Regions from separate parts of the Mus musculus genome. Here region 2 is linked to region 1. A link is a contact called in public promoter capture Hi-C data. All regions are on one chromosome and are shown on one strand. Each heading gives the region's core, a stretch centred on a gene start, on an enhancer-like site or on the middle of the called end of the contact. The rest is flanking DNA. Distances are from core to core; before and after follow the strand shown.

Region 1 (3,720 bases), core at 413-2,912:
ATGACAATCACTCAAATCAAATAGCTTTGAACATAGCAGGAAATCTGTATCCAAATAATCGTGCCTACAATTCATTCCTTGGCGCAGCAGAACTGTCAACTCTTAGCTTAGCTACTATGGAGGTAAAATCCTTTGATGATGTGAGGGACATTGAAGTACAGCCTTATTACAATGAACTCCAATGTTTAAAACTTGTTCTTATTTAGGGTTTGTACCACAGTAAGCCAAGATTTTAAAGCTCTACTAAAAATAAAACAAACAAACAAACAAACAAACAAAAATCTACTTATCTACTTTATGTTCATTTAATAACATGTCCATCATTCTTATGATTGGTATAGAAATATATATTGTGTTGAATATCATAAAAAATTAGTTGAATTAAAAAAAAAAAGAAGTCTAGCTGGGATTGGAGAGATGGCTCGGCAGTTAAGAAACACTAGCTGTTCTTCCAGAGGTCCTGAATTCAATTCCAGCAGCAACAAGATGTCTCACAAACATTTGTAATAAGATCTGATGTTCTCTCTGTCATGTACACACACATGCAAATGCATCACTTATATACATAAATGAATAAATCTTTTTAAAAAATGTTTATCATGTGTATATATCTGGTTTCATAGATAAAGTGGAATGGGCCAGCAAGATGGCTCAGTGAGTGAGGGTGCTTGCTGCTAAGTCTGAGGACCTGAGTTCAGTCACTGAGACCTACATAGTAAAACAACAGAACTGATTCCCTCAAGTTGTCCTATGACCTCTAAAGGGGACCTCCACACAAATAAGATATAACAAATTTAATAAAGCAGAAAATGGAGCAGAAATCAAATTTAACCCAAAATTTCCAAATTCAATTTAGAAGAAAATGATTAATAGAGAAATTTAAGAACTTTAACAAATGCCAAACCAAAACCAAAACAAAACAAAACAGAAACAGAAACAACAACAACAACAACAACAAAAAACCCAAAACCCAAACCAAAAAAGACAACATCAAAATAAAAGCCATGCACAAAAAGCAAATTGTTCTAATGGCAGTCATTTCCAAGGTCCCAAGACTAACAGTCCCACAGGAAAGTTTTAAAACCCCCGATGTCAAGCCTACACCAAGACAACTGAACAGCAGCAATCTTTGGATGGGATCCAGATGTGAATATTCTCAATCCAGGAAATTCCAAGATGCAGCCAATTGTAAATTGTGAATAAATGTTGTGTCCCTTGCCACTAAGAAAGACAAAAACTCCGTTGGGCTGCCTGTGGATTCTGGAGACGGTGTTCCACCACAGGGAGTGTCCGACTGTCTCCTGTCCACCTGATAAATATACAAAGCAGTAAGCTGCCCAAGAAACCCTGGAGGAGGTCGTCAAGTGGTCGCCGCTACTGGGATGCTTTCTTACCCAATGGATGCTGATGACCAGTGTCACCTATAAAGTTGAGTAGCCCAGAGAGGGGTGGGACAGGTTGTTGAAGGCTATAGCTCCCCTTGATAGAGCAGTTGAAGCAAGGGCCACTGAATTCCAGATCACTTCTTGGTGTGTGTTGTGTTGCTACCACCAAAATACCGAAGCTGGGTGCTTTACAAAAAGAAAAAAAAATGTTCCTCCAGCTCCAGATGTCCCAGAATCCATTCAGTTTCTGTTGAAAACCATGTGGCAGTCAGCCAGAGGCACTGTGTGGAGCGGAGCATGGGTTTGAGTGGTGGAGGGGAGCTGCCAGGCTTGCTAACAACCATGTCACAGAAGCCCATCTCCAGAGCGACAGCTCACTCATAGAAAAGCATTAATCCCTAGTCAATGCCTAACACAGCACTATCCACTGGAACCAAACCTCAGTGTGAACTCCACGGGGAGAACCACATCTCAACCATACCACACCTACAAACAGTAGCACCCTTGGCGCACATAAGCAATGTGTCTCTCCTCTAAGTCAGCGTTAAGATTCCCTCCTACTTCCCTTATGCCTTCTTTATTAACTGTGGTATATGTAGGGTTGATTTCTACCTGTTTATTTGATAAACTGCACAGTACACCTACAGCACCACTAAGCTATAGAGCTAGTTCCATTTATATGAAGGATCAATAGCATTTATACAAATGACGCTGCCTTTAATAGCACCAAAAAGAATGTTTTCATCACTCCAGAAACTGGTTCTCTTTGGAACTCCTGCCCCCTGGTGTCCACGAGAGGGAACTGCTTTGTCTTAGCTCTGGTTTCTAGGGAGGAAGTGGAGCTTTAGAGTTTCCCACACAGGCAAACAGATAAATCTGTTAGTGAACTCTGAAAGAGTGTAATTCCAGCCGCTCCAAGATTGCCACGAATGACATTTCTTGAGATGGGGTGAAGTTTGCCACCCTGTGCAAGTGTGAATCACTTAGCAGTGCCCTTGTATCCACCCACTACATGCCAGTAGCACCCACACTCACGATCCAGTTAGGACAAGCAAAAAAAAAAAAAAAAAAAAAAATGCAAATGCAGCCACTGTCATTGCCAAGTGGCTGCGAGGGCTGGAAGGGAGATGTGAGCTGAGAGCCGCTGATGTGCTGCTGTGGGGAGACAAGGAGGCCAGGACTTACTGCCCTGCGAGCAGCACGGAACCCTGTTGGCCATGGCACTGGCATAGAGCCTCAACCTGAACCCAAGCTGAAACCCCGAGGTCGCAGCTTGTGAACCACAGGGAAAAGGTTCTGTCTGCTGGACCACAGATGGAAATGCTAGTAGCAGGGATGTGAGAGAGCTGGTCCCATCTCCAGTCGAGAAGCAGAGAGATGCTGATGCTCTGCCTGCCTTCTCCTTTGTATTCAGTCTGGGACCCCACATTGACTGGTGCCATCCAGTTAGAATGAGCCTTGTTACCTCTGTCCACCCAACCTAGCAACTCCCTTGTAGACAAGCCCGATGTCTGTTACACTGGGAGGGAGTGGGGAGCATGCCTAGGCTGGAAAGATGGCTCAGCTGATAATGTGTCTGCCACGTGAACACTAATCTGATCCCAGAGAACGCCCATAAACTGTCTAGGTGTGAGGGCATGCCACTGGAACTCCAGGGCTGCTGTTGTGAAGACTGCAGACCATGACCTGCAGCTTGGAGTCCAGCCAGTCTATCCAATCAGCAAACTCCACTCAAGTTCAGTGCCTGTTAGCCTAGCCAATCGGCAAGCTCCATTCAGGTTCAGTGCTAGCCAGTCTATCCAATCAGCAAACTCCACTCAAGTTCAGTGCCAACCACTCTAGACAGTCAGTGAGCTCCGTTCAGGGGTAGTGAGACCCTGGCTCAAAAGATAGGGTAGAGAACAATTGAGTTAGACATCTGATGTCAACTCCTGGACTCCACAATGCACAAAGACAAACGTGCAAAACACACATCTGCATGTGCATTCATGTACACACACACACACACACACACACACACACACACACACGTCCTCTGAGGCATGATGGAATAGATGTTGCTGCATTCCCCCACTCTTTCAGTAGATCCCTGTGAGACAGAGCCTGTGAGATGAATGACAGAGAGGAGTCGGTTGGTGCAAAGGCACACAGCATCTTGAGGAACTCACAATCCTAGAGCAGTCCAATAGAATGACTGCCTTACAAAAGGAAGCCTCACTCCACTTGCTGGTTTCATAAGCTTGTAAAGCCCAGAAGCAGCAAAGACCTTAGGTAAGGCTGGAGCCAGGCAAGATTGTCCCCAGGATTTGTTCCCCTCAGTGACCTTGCCCTCCCT
Region 2 (3,720 bases), core at 326-2,825, 460 kb after region 1:
CTTTTGAATGATAGTTATAATAAAAATTATATGCATGCAAACTATCAAAGTATGCATATAATTAACTTTTCAAAATTGAAAAAACAGAAATCTGAAATAGATAAGGCATTGGAGATATGGAGATTAGATATGGAGATTACATAGTTATCCATTGTATTGTCTGGAGAGTTAAAATGTTTCATGATTAATAACATAGATGCTCCATTTTGTAAAAGCAGAAAACAGACAAAAAGTGCATGGAGGAAATCTCTGGTGCTCCCTGAGCCGAGCCCAGCCTGAGGACTGCAGGTCAGCAGGTGCAACCGAGGCCCTGAAAGGCATCTCATCAGTTGAGGCCTAGCCTGGCTGCCAGCAAGGAGAGGAAGCAGGAGCATCAGCTGGAGGGAGAGGCAAAGCAGGTAAGATAGCTGGGGGCTAGGGGGTGCCTTGGGGGGCACTGAAGGCAAGAGAGACTTTTATACTCCATGGAATGGTGATCTGTGCGGAAGGGCCAGCCCCTTCTTGGCAGTTCCCTTCCTCGAGGGTCCTAGCATGGAGCTTGTCTGGGGACTGGCTCAGATGGCTACTCAGTCTCAGAAAGCACAGCTATGGACAAAAGTTGTTTGTTGAGTTTGTGATTGATAATCATAGACCTTTTTATTATTATATATAATTGTGTACTAATAGAGCCCCTCACTCTTCCCTAGCCCTCTTATTTAATGCCCCATCTCCCCATCTGAGTGATGTGTTTCTGACCTATTTTTCTCCACCCCTCCCTCACCTCTCCCTGAGGATTGAACCCAGGCCCTGGGACATGCAAGGCAAAGGCTCTACCTCTAAGCCGTAGTCCCAGCCCTCTTTTTTGCTTCATCTCTCTTTTAGTTCCTGGAATCTTTGTCTCCTGTTGCCTCTATTAGTCTGCACCTGATCAGACATGGGGACTGCCAAGGTGCCTATCACCCCTGCCCCCAACGTCAGCACTTCAGATCTTCTCTATCCCTTTTAGAGTGGCATCTTCCTCTTCTCCTCAGAGCGCACTGAAGTGTCCCCTTCTTGAGGCACAGCAAACACTTTCCTCTGAGCCCTGAGAGCACCTTGAACCATCTCTCCCCATGCTGTGTGCTGGTGTCATGCTGGAGGCCAGGGCTCTCTGAGAGCCCAGCCTGTTTCCTAGGCCACACTGAGACCCCGCCTCCAGCTCACTGCAGGCTACATACAGAGCAAGCTTTATAAGACATTTGCTGAACAAGTCACTTTTTTTTTAAATTTTGCATAAACTGCAAATATAATTTTAATTGGATTACCAACTTATTCAAACACTATTCAACTCTAATTAAACAAAGAGGCCTTTATTCACCATGGAACCCAGAGATGTTGGCTACAGGCAGTGAGAAAACTGGAGGCTCTCCGGAGCTCCACTTACTACAGGAGAGGGCTATATTTGGGAGCCAATTAATTTCACAATGTCGAAAACTAATGCATTTAAGATGCTGCTGTTCACATCCATTTTTCTCCATTAAAACATTTTAACGGTGCAGTGCCTGTCATTGTCTTAGTGTGTGTGAGAGCTCTCAAGTAGGGACCTCAGGGTTGCCAGGCATAACTGGCGCTTGCACCTCACTTCTGAAATTGCAGTTAATTTTAGGAAACCTTCAAGTCGACACATTGTCACAAATGTGAGAGCTGGGTACCCACAAATGCCTCTGTGTTGGCTTCTAAGAGAGGTGGAGGAAGGGCTGCTCTCTCCCTTTCCTCTCTACTGCTCCGCTTTCCCCACAAGACCTCACCTTTAGCAGTGTGTGCTGCTGACGGATGAGCTGACAGCTGTGAAAGCGGTGATGATGACCACGGTGATAATGGTGACATTTCCTGAGCGCTGACGCGTGCTTTACAGCTGACCTGTCCAGAACAGGGCTGATTCCCTTCCTGTGGCGCTGCTCTTCCTGCTGTCACCCTCATAAAAACGGTTCTGCTCTCAAGCCTTCGTTCTGAGCTCCTGGCCTCTTTACTGGTGGGTCCTAGCTCCATGCCAGCCAGTTGACGAGAGCAGGGATGGGGCTCAGGACTTTTGTTCTAAGTGCTCCTTTCTAACAACCATTCCTGCAGGCACCTTGCCTCACATTGATTTTGCCCATCTTGGGGACTGTCACCTTTTTCTGTAGGACACAGACCAACGCCCCCCCTCCATGTTTCCCTCACCCCCACTCCATGGTTGTCTCTGGGAGGTAAGCAGGGAGTCTGCCTACCCTGCTTCCAAGCAAATCGTCAACCTTTCTAGCACTTCATCTCTCTGCAAATCCACACAGCTACTGCAGGCTGCTCCTATTCTCCCCCCCCCCCCCCAGGCTCCTGCTCTCTACAGGAAGGACTCTTCAGATGTCACACCTATCTCTAACCAGCTGGTTCCAGTGCAACTAAAAACCATTTTACTCTATCGGGGCTTCTACTGAACTTAGAGCTGTGCCTCCATGACTTGGTCCACAGCTAAGGATGGGAGTTCGATGGCCCTTAAGCGAGTGAGCTGTCACCGTCCCTACAATTACTTAGGCTACAGCTACAGAATTTGGAATGGTGCCCAGCAGACTAGTCCCTCAACCTTGGCAGTGCTGAAGGTCACAGGGCACTCAGCAGTATGAGCTGAGAAACGGTAATTGTAACACATCTTGCATGACCTTGGCCCATGAGTCTTTGAGGGAGTATCCACAGAACAGTGCCAACGGCTATCTCAAAGATGCCCAGAGGGTGTGTGTCCTGCGACTGTCAGGGCCCAACAGTGACACAATTGTTTACTTCCCTCCTTCAAGGCTGGGATAGAGTGGCCCAGCTCTCCTTGGGTGCACAGAGCCTCACGGACACTATTCAAGACCATCTGGATTAACTGATGGACTAGATCTTTGTGGCTGATCCTGATGGACACAGGAAAGGCTCGTCGCTTTCCCAGACTCTCACCTCATCTGCTCACTGATGCTCAAGTCATTCTAGCAGAAAACAAAAGCCTTTTACTTTGTAATGATATTTTATCATAGATTAGCATATGAAAATTTGCTGTTTCAAAGATCTTCTTGGTTTCCAAGAATGGTCAAAATAGGTCAGATTAGACCTACAGAGGCTCAGAAGACAGTACGAATCTGTCTGTCTCCTCCTGTACTAGGATTACTTCATAGAAAAGAGGATGTGTACTGGCTCCCATCGCTGTCCTGTCTTGCTATGGTCTGGACATGTTTGTTCCCTGAGTGCCTATGTGATGGGGACTTGGCCCCAGGTTAGTGGCCTGGGAAGTAGTAAGAAGCCTTTGAGGGGTAGGATCTAGTGGCAGGGCCGTTGGCTGGTTGCGGGATGCCCTTGGCAGTGATTAGGGCTATTCTCAGGAGAGTGTGATGCTAACCTGAACCTGGCCGCACCCTACATACACTGTGTATCTAGGCCTGACCACTTTCTCCCACCATTTCCACTTTCCTTAAGAGGACCCTCACCAGAGCACAGCTGTTACCATTGCTGTGCCTTTGAATACTCCAAATTGTGAGCTTAAAAAGCTTAAAGTTTTTTCATGTTTGTTTATGTTTTGAAGCAGGGCCTTGTCTATGGCCCAGGCTCACCTTGAACTCTAGGCAATCCTCCCTCCTCAGCCTCCTAAGTCCTAGGATTATGGACATAAGCCACATCTGGCTATGTGGCTGTGTTTGGTCAGCTTTCCTTCACTGCAATGAATGCCTGAGATAATGTGCTTAAAAGTCTATTTGG

What was found. Promoter capture Hi-C pulls out the DNA fragments that hold promoters and counts their contacts.
Region 2: a contact with region 1 is called in a promoter capture Hi-C map of the HPC-7 cell line, with 2.4 times the contacts expected there. The contact joins the enhancer-like site here to the promoter of 4930402F06Rik in region 1. A contact is called at or near these places in 8 of 39 promoter capture datasets (the C10 cell line, the HPC-7 cell line, HPC-7-derived erythroid cells and 4 more), 1 of 115 datasets of contacts at active chromatin or transcription factors (embryonic stem cells) and 1 of 9 other capture datasets (adipose tissue).

What each region holds. Positions count from the first base shown.
Region 1 is chr2:35,395,512-35,399,231 of GRCm38.p6, forward strand. 4930402F06Rik (RIKEN cDNA 4930402F06 gene) reads right to left here and starts at 1,663. Exons shown (of 6, transcript NM_001080709.2): 1 at 1,395-1,663.
Region 2 is chr2:35,858,741-35,862,460 of GRCm38.p6, forward strand. The region is part of intron 6 of Ttll11 (tubulin tyrosine ligase-like family, member 11); the gene reads right to left. Among named protein-coding and RNA genes, the nearest start is that of Gm10829, 19 kb to the left of the region's middle. Within about 2 kb of position 1,576, at least 27 of the 459 cell types and tissues checked have an H3K27ac peak or open chromatin away from gene starts, as enhancers often do. A contact at or near this core is called in the HPC-7 cell line, where this site is marked.